2 separate regions of the Sus scrofa genome follow, and region 2 is linked to region 1. The links are chromatin contacts, called in public HiChIP or PLAC-seq maps. All regions are on one chromosome and are shown on one strand. Each heading gives the region's core, a stretch centred on a gene start, on an enhancer-like site or on the middle of the called end of the contact. The rest is flanking DNA. Distances are from core to core; before and after follow the strand shown.

What was found. HiChIP or PLAC-seq counts read pairs in DNA pulled down with a chosen protein or histone mark.
Region 2: an H3K27ac HiChIP or PLAC-seq map of alveolar macrophages shows a contact between it and region 1. The contact joins two enhancer-like sites. A contact is called at or near these places in 2 of 5 promoter capture datasets (fetal liver and fetal skeletal muscle) and 1 of 2 datasets of contacts at active chromatin or transcription factors (alveolar macrophages).

What each region holds. Positions count from the first base shown.
Region 1 is chr1:131,027,021-131,032,238 of Sscrofa11.1, forward strand. It overlaps PLCB2 (1-phosphatidylinositol 4,5-bisphosphate phosphodiesterase beta-2), which reads left to right. Exons shown (of 32, transcript XM_021097762.1): 31 at 539-625; 32 at 942-4,844. The coding sequence ends at 1,142. Among named protein-coding and RNA genes, the nearest start is that of ANKRD63, 3.0 kb to the right of the region's middle. Within about 2 kb of position 2,446, at least 5 of the 83 cell types and tissues checked have an H3K27ac peak or open chromatin away from gene starts, as enhancers often do. A contact at or near this core is called in alveolar macrophages, where this site is marked.
Region 2 is chr1:131,248,514-131,253,355 of Sscrofa11.1, forward strand. It overlaps EIF2AK4 (eIF-2-alpha kinase GCN2), which reads right to left. Exons shown (of 38, transcript XR_002345552.1): 34 at 1,740-1,837; 35 at 169-237. Among named protein-coding and RNA genes, the nearest start is that of SRP14, 9.4 kb to the left of the region's middle. Within about 2 kb of position 1,743, at least 2 of the 83 cell types and tissues checked have an H3K27ac peak or open chromatin away from gene starts, as enhancers often do. A contact at or near this core is called in alveolar macrophages, where this site is marked.

The DNA of each region.
Region 1 (5,218 bases), core at 1,196-3,695:
CCATTTGGGGTTCTGGCCTTTGTGTGGAGGTTGGGATACTAGCCTAAAGGAGTATGCCTTTGGCCAGCTGCCCTCAATGGAAATGATATGGGCTGGCTCCAGGAGGGCTGGGGGGAGGTTTTGATGGGGGGGGGTGGGATTAGGGTGGCTGGCTGGGTAAGAGGGGGCAAAGAGGCTTCCTGAGTCAGGCTTCCAGGGATTCAGAGAGGAAGGAAAGCCTTGCTGAGAATGGTGCTAAAGCTCCCTGGGGATTATTAACAACAATAACAGAGCTACCAGCCCCTGAGTCCTGACCCCGTGCAGGCAGGTGCTTCACATGAACTGGCTCACGTAATCCTACAAAAGCCAGCAAGACAAGTACTATTGTCCTCATTTTACAAAAAAAGAAAAAGAAAAGGAAAAAGAAAAAAAAAACCTGTTTAAAGGTTAAGGAATTTGCCTAAAGTCTTAACAGCTGGTTAACTGGGATTGTAGCTGGATTCTAACCCAGGTTGCCTGCCCATGCTGTCCTGAATCCTTGCTTCTCCCTCCCGCCCAGATGACAGAGAATCTGGAGAGGCATCAGGAGAAGCTAGAAGAGAAGCAGGCAGCCTGCCTGGAACAGATCCGAGATATGGAAAAGCAGGTGACAGCAGGGACCACTACCCTGGCCCACCTCCAAGGAGCTGCTGGTCAGGAGGTGGGAGAGGAACCACCCGCCTCTTCCCAGAGGGCCAGGGCTCTGGTTCCCTCCCTGGGGTCATGAGGCAGCTCTGTAGATCTCTTTGCTAGGTTGGCACACCCTCTCCTGAGAGGCCCCCTGATGGGCTCCACTACCCTCCACTCTGGTCTCCCGGGAGGTCTGAACAAACAAGTCATGTTCTGGTTCCACAGTCCAGGGGTGGGGTGAGTGGGCAGGTAGCCCCTCCTGAACCAGGGGGTGGTTCTTGCTGTCTCCACAGTTCCAGCAGGAGTTGCTGGCAGAGTACGAGGACAGGATGAAGGGTCTGGAGGCGGAAGTGAAGGAGTCAGTGAGGTCCTGCCTCAGGGCCTGCTTCCCCTGGGAGGAGGACAAGGCTGAGAGGCCCTGTGGGGTTCCCACAGAGCTGTGTGAGCAGGACCCACTCACGGAGAAGGCAGACACCCAGGAGCACCACCTCTGATACCCCCACCCCACTGGGACATTGTGCAAGAGCATTCATCTTTCTCTGGGATGTGGCTCCATCTCCCCTGGAGGAAAAGGCCCGGGCACACTGAGGCTGCAGGCAGCTGGGGCTCCCTTGGATGCCAGAGCCCCTTCCTCACAGCCAGGCTAAGGAGAAGGCAGGAACCAGATGTCATCTGGGGCCCACTTGGGGCCTAGGGGTCCTCTCAAGCTGAGCTCCTGCTCTTCATCTGAATAAGCATCATATTTGTTGAGGTCAAAAGAATATGGACTGGGAGTTCCCACTGTGACTCAGTGGTAATGAGCCCAACTAGTATCCATGAAGATGTGGGTTCAATCCCTGGCCTCACTCAGTGGGTTAAAGATACGGTGTTGCCGTGAGCTGTGGTGTAGGCTTACAGCTGCAGCACCAATTCGACCCCTAGCCTGGGAACTTCCTTATGCTGTGGGTGTAGCTCTAAAAAGCAAAAAAAAAAAAAAAAAAAAAAAAAAAAAAAAAAAAAAAAAAAAGAAGAATATGGACTGGGAGGCAGGAAATGGGGATCTCGCCCCACTTTGCCTTTCTGAGTGTGCCGTTCTGTGCTGAGCTTCCTCGCCTGGAGAGTTAGGCCTGAAGACCTGGAACCTTAACTCTAGCATCTGTAGTACAAGCATCTCTTGGTCCAAACTCCAAATCCTCCTGCTCTAAGGCAGGCAGCTCACCCCGGCTTCTTGACCCCATCACAGGCTTGCGATGAGTTGGCCTCCTTGTCAGCTGTGTGATACAGAGACTGACACTACCTTCCAGCTCCCTGAGGACAGTTGCTCCCGCAATGCATGTGGGATGGGAGGCTGTGATGGAAAAGCTGCCTCAGCTGAGCAGCCTGGGGCTGGGGGTGAGGGAAGAAGGATGCCTTTTGTGCTCTCTCAGGCCCAGAGCCTGACCCACCCCTTTTCCTAGACCTGGGGTTGGGGTGGGAGGTACTTCCCTACCTGTGCTCCCACTCAGGCTGCTTGACAAGGTCAGCACCATTTTCTCTCCTGACTTTATGAAGTTTATTTATTTTTGTCTTTCTTACTCCTACTAAAGAGCTCTGTCTCAAGATTTCCTGCCTAAACATGGCACCTGCTCTATAGCTAAGAAATGAGGGGCAACAGAGCAGAGTGCCCCCCCAACCATGAAGTGAGCTGGGGGAAAAAAATCCTTGAGAGCTGACTAGACTTGAGGTCCCTTCTAGAGCCCAGTGGAATGAGCCTGCCTCTGGGCTTGAAGAGGATTCACTTCCCCTCTGCCAGCCCTGAGGCCACAACCACTGGAAAATGATGTCACTCTTCCGGGCCATTCCCCACCACAAGTGGCCTTTTCTTGTCTCCACCCTCAGGGCTGAAGCAGAAGAGCCTCATGCAAAGGTGGCCCCACCCTTTTGGGGGAGTCACAAGGCTTCAGGCCACCTGCACCCCTTTAGGCAGACTTAAAGGGGCTGGATTCTCAGGCCCCTGTGGCAGTTATGGTTGACCCCAGCACGCACTGTAGAGAGGCTTCTGGGGAGCTGTTCACTGCATCTGTGGCGGCATGGTCCCAAATCCTAAAGGAGGACAGACACTGGCCTGGGAGAGGCTGGGTGGGGGTTGATTCTGGGAAGAGGTGGTTTTTTTTTTATCAGAGAGTTCTAGCAAATGCCATTAGCCCTGAGCACCTGGGCCTTCAGAAAATAAACAGGAGCTCCCTCCCCCATTCCTCTGGGATGCTAGCAGCCCCTGGATACAGGGTGAGGCTAGGGGACCTGCTCATTCACAGAAGTAAGGCCTGTCACTGATCAGCCTGCACGCAGCTGAGGGTGGGACACCTCCACCCCAGGGCAGTGCCCAGTCTTCAGTCCTCCAGCTGGGCACTCAGCTGCCCCGTCTCCTCCCAAGCCAGGGGTAGAGAGGGATGAGGACCCAGGCCTAGAGTAGCTCACTGACCTGGGCATGGGGGCATGAGCTAGTGCCAGCGCCAAATTGGCCCCACTGGGCAGCCCCTGGCTTTGGCCAGTGACTGCTCCAGGGGAGGCAAATGCCTTCCCTTCATCCTGTAGCCAGGCTGGGCAGGGTCTCTGGGCCTCCAGTTTGGAGCTGGGAAGCCCAGAATTCGGAAGGGGATGCAATCCTGCCTCTGGATTGCACAGCAGGCTGGGCTTCCTAGGAGGCCAGGGCAAACACCAACCTCCCTGCTGTCTGTCCCCTGGAAAAAGGTAGGGCGCCCCTGGGAAAATTCCATAGCCCTTGGGCCCTGGAAGTGAGTTAATCTCTGGCCGCAGGTGGTGTGCAGAGGAAGAGTTGATGCCCTCCCTCAGGGCGCTGGGGCAAGGGATGGGCACTGGGTTCTGTCCCCTGCTGCAGATTCTGTGGGGCTGGGGCCAGGTTCCCTATCCACTAAGTTTCACTTTTGCACAGAGAGCAGAGCCCCTACCCCCTTCCCAATCCCACCTGCCGACTCAGATGCGAGAGTCCCCTGCTGACTCACCCTCCCCTCTGCGCACCCCCCAACACCAGCTCTCTGGATCTCCCAGCCACGTGCCACCAGGCCCAACCCTGATGAGCTGGTGCAACGTGACAGGGTGAGGGGGCTGGTGACACTTGAGGAAGAAAGGAGGGGGCCGGGCGGGGCGGGTGGGGGTTGCTGCAGACAGAGTGACAGACTGCAGACCCAAGCCGCCTCTGGGGGGAGGCCCTTTTGCCAGCCCCGGGGCCTGCAGTGGGGGAGGCTCAGCAGGTGGGAGGGGAGGGGCGTGTGGAGTGCCTGCCTGCCCCCTGCCTGCCTCGGCTGCATCTCCTGTCAGCCTTCAGCTCTCTAAGCGACAGCTTCTAATTCCGGCTGTTGGTGCCTCTGTGCTCCGCAGCAGAGTCGCAGCTTTTTTTCATCTTTGCTATTTCTTTTCTGCTCAGAACATATTGAGCCCACAGGCAAGTCAGAGCAAAGGCTCCAGGGCCTGAGACCTGGCAATACCCCCTGCTCCCCACCCCCCCCACAGGTCAGCCAGGCCAGGACTGGGATGGCACTGCTAGCTGGAGCAACAGAAAGGGCTGCTCCTTCCAAAGAGGACCCTGCAAGAGGACCCAGCCTGGCACCCTCTTACAGACCAGGTCCTGCCCCAGCTCCTCTTCTTCCCTGCACTGTCTCTATCCGCCACAGAAAACAGGGACATCAGTGAGGCTGAGATGTCTCTGGGAGGCTCAGGGAGGAGGGGCATGGCTCTTTGGGACCAGTGCCCCCTTCCATGTTCCTGCTGCTTCTCTCCTCCACCTGGAGGTGTCACTGCCTGGCTTGTCAGGCTGGCCTGCCACACACAGATTCCTAGGGCGCCCCCTCCCCTAGCCCTGGAAACAGTAAGAAAGGAAGAAAGAAATTTCCTTCATGCTACAAAAAAGGGAAATTGAGTCACAAAAGAAAGAAAGCCTTCTCTTCTACTACCTGAGTAAACAGGGAGAACGTTTCTACATCCTTCCTGGAGTTGGAGAATCTATACCCATCCTGGGTGACACTGAGGAGGGACTTCCAGGTCTGGGAGTGGGATTGGGCTTTTTGAGCTCTGAAAAACTGTGCAGCTCTTTTCCTGACACTCTCCAGCTTGCTGTTGCGTGCAGTCAGCAGGGCTGGTGTTATGGGTTTCCTTTTGCAGATGAGAGAATGCAGGCCTGGAGCCACACTGCTAGTAAATTCCTTCAAACTAGGACTTAACTCTGCTGTCAAATACTGTGACCTTTCTGTGACACCATGAGAGAAAATCAACCAAAAGGAAAAAGGGGGGGGGTTCACGATGTACACACACAGGCATCCATCACATGCTCCCCCCAGGAAAGAGAGGAGGGGGAGCCCCTGCTCCATGTTGGCATCCCTGGAGCCAGGGAGCTGGAGAGAGGAGAGGAAGGCTCATGGAGCAGGGCCTCATGCCCTGTCTGCCCCTCCCTCATCTGGGCCCACTGGCTTTTCCCAGAAGCCATACCTTCCCTCAGGCAGACCTGCTGCAAAGCTTCTGATTACTGCTGTGCCCAGGCTGAGGACACCTTTATTCTTCCCTTAATTTCCTGTCTTTCATAGGCAAGGACTCCTTA
Region 2 (4,842 bases), core at 493-2,992, 220 kb after region 1:
TCTCCCCACTTCTTTACAGATTTAGACTACACGTGGTTCACAGCAGTGGTAACAGGCTTGCATCCCGTTGTTGCTGAAGCTGAGCAAAAGAGCCCTGACCTCTGAGGAAACTACTCTGATAGCAGAGCAAAAGTCATCCTCAAACTGTTGTTAAAGGACGTGACTTACAGCCAAAATTTCAATTTCACTGCTTTTCTGATGTAAGTTGGCAAGGGAGGTCTGAAGTCGAGTTTGTACCTGACAAGAAGAAAAGGTGTCAGAATTCAGAATCTGTTAAAGTGACCATCTTTCTTGCCATTTCTTTTTTTTTCTTTTTGCCATTTCTTGGGCCGCTCCCACAGCATATGGAGGTTCCCAGGCTAGGGGTCGAATCAGAGCTGTAGCTGCCAGCCTATGCCAGAGCCACAGCAATGTAGGATCCGAGCTGCATCTGCACCCTACACCACAGCTCACGGCAATGCCGGATCCTTAACCCACTGAGCAAGGCCAAGGATCGAACTCGCAACCTCATGGTTCCTAGTCGGATTTGTTAACCACTGCGCCACGACAGGAACTCCCCATTTCATTTTTTATTCCAAGAAACAGTCATGGGTGACAAACCAAAGCCTAGAAGGGATCCCAAATATATAACCTAAGGACTTGTTTTTAATCCAATTCGGAAAGATGATTGTCTAACTTATTATGATCTTGGGGGAAATGAGATTTTATAGCCTATCTTGATCATTTGTTAACTAATCCACCTAGCTGCTTATTTATAATTTTGAAATGACACCTAATAGATGCTCAATACAGTCAAATAGTGCGTGTGGAAGCAGGGAGATTTTAGTACTAAGCTAAATTTAGAAAAACAGGAAGGTGACAGTAGTGGGAACACAGAACTGAAATATGTTAGAAAGTTAATGAAAAATGAGTTTCCACCCAACATTCTGAGAAGCCAGCCAGGAAAGCTTACATAATGAGGTAACCTGATCTTTTGTATTTCAGTCTAATCCCATTTCTAAATAATGACTGATCTCTTTAACACCCTCTTCCCAAGTGAGGCCAGTGTCACAACCCTGCTCATTAGCCTGTCTGCACTGTCCTTTGTGCCCTCCCTTCCATTTGAAATACCCTCTTCTTTCCTCCCTGCCTGTTTAAATCCTTCAGGGATCACCTCCATGTAGTCTTTCTTGATCACCCATGCAAACGCTGACCTCTGTCTCTCTCTCATGTCTATATCACTCTCTAACACTCATTAATTCAGCATCCTATGACTTATGTCTTCCTATTCTCTAACTCAATAATGCATATGCTTCTAAGGATGCAAACTCTTCAAGGACTGGGGCAACATCACATCTTAATCTGTTTTACCTGGCACTTAGCACAGACTCAGGTAAATGGTGGAAACCGGAAACATGTATGCAATGAGAAATCTGCCTCAAGTTTTCTGAGAGATGTCTCTTGTTATTCACAACAAAAACAAACCCCACCTGCAATTAGAGCCGGATCAGAAAGTTTCTGTTTAGATCCACTAATTCTGACCAACAGCTGCTTTTAGGTGCCTACAGGGTATACTGACGCCTCTTTGGAGGACAAACGGGGCAGAATCCTGGCACCAGGGATGCTTTGTGATGATGAAATTTTCAGAAGCCACCAGGAAGTGGGAAGAAAAACATTTCCAGGAAACTGCTTCTTCTTTCCCTTTCCTGTTTTCTTCCTCTGTAGCTCACATTAGAAAGCTGAGGAAACTGACCACGTACCTGGGTTTCATATCGCCTCCTAGTGCTGGCTGACAGCTTCTCTGGGGCTACCACGCTCACAATGGGAACAACTGTTGCTCCATGGATTTCAAACAAACCTGAAAGAGAGTTTTAGAACTTATGGCCTTATATGGTCTCACTTTGTTTTTTTTTTTGTTTTTTTTCTTTTTGCCATTTATTGGGCCGCTCTTGCGGCATATGGAGTTCCCAGGCTAGTGGCCTAATCGGAGCTGTAGCCAGCCTACGCCAGAGCCACAGCAACGCAGGAACCGAGCCGCGTCTGCAACCTACACCACAGCTCACGGCAACGCCAGATCTTTAACCCACTGTGGTCTCACTTTCTGTAACACACCACAAAGATGACAGCGATGATTAGAAAACACTGGAGGGTGATTCTATGGACTAGATTCTATCTGAGCCTTGTTTTCTATCTCTGCAACTGCCTTCACTTGCTAAGAAGCCCAGAACTCCACCCATCACCCTCAGCTGTTTTGAAGCTTCTGTCAAGATCACCAGCCTTCTCTCCATAGGTGGGAGGTGACAGGCATAGGGGAAGCATTATGAGTCAAACCTCATGAACCTAAGGGAAAAGAAATCAAACTTAATATGCCCCAGACTCTAATACTTATTTAAATTCCTCAAAAGATTTGAAATCTGATGGTAACAGGAAGTCAGTGCTAACAGAAATGGACCCAAAAGACCCAATTCTTTTAAAGCCAAATATGTCTTCCTGTTCTTCATTGGGAACATTTTCAATCAGGTTGACAGATGTGAAACTAAAGGTGTAACTATCACTACTGTTCCCTCTTGGCTTTCTTGAAAACAAACGTATATAGTGCCTTTCCATAAGGCATTTCAAAATACTTGTCTTCAATCTTCTGGATGGGGAAAATTTATCCACATTTGATCTATACAATAAACTGAATTGAAGGGAGATTAAACCACTTGTAAAAAATAAGACAGGAAGACAGAGCTATATCAGGATCGGAAGAGTTGCCAAATTCCCAGTGGTTTCATTTTCTAAGATGTGGGTTTCAAAGCATAGGGATGAATTCAGTTTGGTAAAATTAATTGTATATATGTTACTTAAAAATATATATTTCTTTTTTTTTTTTTATTTTCCCACTGTACAGCAAGGGGGTCAGGTTATCCTTACATGTATACATTGCAATTACAGTTTTTCCCCCACCCTTTCTTCTGTTGCAACATGAGTATCTAGACATAGTTCTCAATGCTATTCAGCAGGATCTCCTTGTAAATCTATTCTAGTGAAAAATATATTTCTGATGCGGTGACTTAGCCACAGTCCTAAGTATTTAGAGCAAATGCACACAAGCATTGTTATGTTTAGATTACAATTAGTAATTATACCTGAAGCATTAGAAAATGACCCCTTCAGACTTTGTACTGCAAGATTATCGGAACCTTCTCTAAAAACAAGCAAACAAAAACAATTAGAATAAACAGTCAATGAGACAAAAGCAACACAGATGATTTATAGTGAGCTATACTTGGAGGCTTTTTTTCTATTAAGTATAAAAATATTTAATAACTTTTGGTTATTAGTGGAGGAATAACAAAACCAAAAAATTTGCACTCAATTATGCTTTGGTTAAGAGCAAATAAAAATGATAAAGGATGTCATTTCAAATTAACATTCTAACATTCTCATTTATTCAGCTGGGTTTGAAATTCTGGCTCAACATAAAAAGCTAATTTCAATGAAATATAATGGTGCTCTTTCTGCTCCCCTTATAATACAAGGAAACATAAGCAATGCCCCACCTTCATTATGGCAGCAGCCCTGGAGATCACCCACAGGAGAATGTTTAGTAAATGAGATTCTTTCAAAAGCTGTGAATGGATGTTTTTTCAAAGACTGAATTAATTTATAGCCTTTGAGAGACACAATGGCACTCTATCTTGGGAAAAAAGGGGAATAATCATTCACATGGAGGAACAACTTTAAACCTTTCCCTGCTCAAACTAAAGCCCATCTAGCCATTTAAGTGTCTTAATGTTTGTCTGTACTAATAGTCACTATTAGTTGACTATTTTTTGTTTTCTCTGCCTTTGATTTGGATCCTTAATTGTAATACCTGGTGACTTCAAGAACATATTCCCTTAAAAAAATCCTAATGGTGAATTTATTCAAGCTAGGTGCAGAGGGGCACCGGTAGGGGCCAGGGAGGGAGAAGCTAGCAAGGACATTTATTTTATATAAGCCAAGATTTCTCAGTCTTGGCACCACTGACATGGTGGGCCAGATAATTTGGGGGTTGGGATGGGATCAGTTCTGTGCACTAGAGGGTGTTTAACAGCATCCCTGGTCTCTGCCAGATACTAGTGGTACCTCCTGTTGTAACAACCAAAAATGTCTGCAAACATTGCCAAATGTCCCCTGGAGAGGAAAATCGCTACTGGTTGAGAATCACTGATCTAAGTTCAAAAAAAAAGTAGAGTACTATATTTTCTGATTATAGCCAAAAATATGAGTTACAAATATATAGAAAAAGAAAATTAAAGATCCCTCGTAATTCCACTAACCAGAAATAATTATAATTGAAAATATGGTCCATCATTACAGACATTTTTCTCTGTATGGACTATATATATATATACCTTGGTTGAAACAAAAATGAGATCATACCATACATCTTATTTGTGGACATCCTTCCTTGTAATAACAGCTTTATTAGAATCATCATTTTAAAAGGCTGGCACAGTGTTTCACTGTATTTAACCAAAATTCAAACAATCTTCTATTAATGAATAGTGTGACATTGTAAGTGGGAGATTGTCAAAGTGTGGTCCAGGGATCTCTGGAGGTCCCTGAAATACTTTCACAGGGTATCTGCAAGGTCAGAACTATTTTCACAATAACCCTAAAACATTAATTATCCTTTTTATTCTTATCCTCTCATGATTGTGTATTAGAATTTTCCAGAGATTATATAATGTGTGATATCACAACAGATTGAATGCAAAAACAGTTAAGACAATATAGTTTCTTTTACTGAAGCATTAGCGATTACAAAAATGTAAAACAATGCATTAACAGTGTCTGCAAACGTGAAACAATGCCCCTCTTTCTTACTAAATT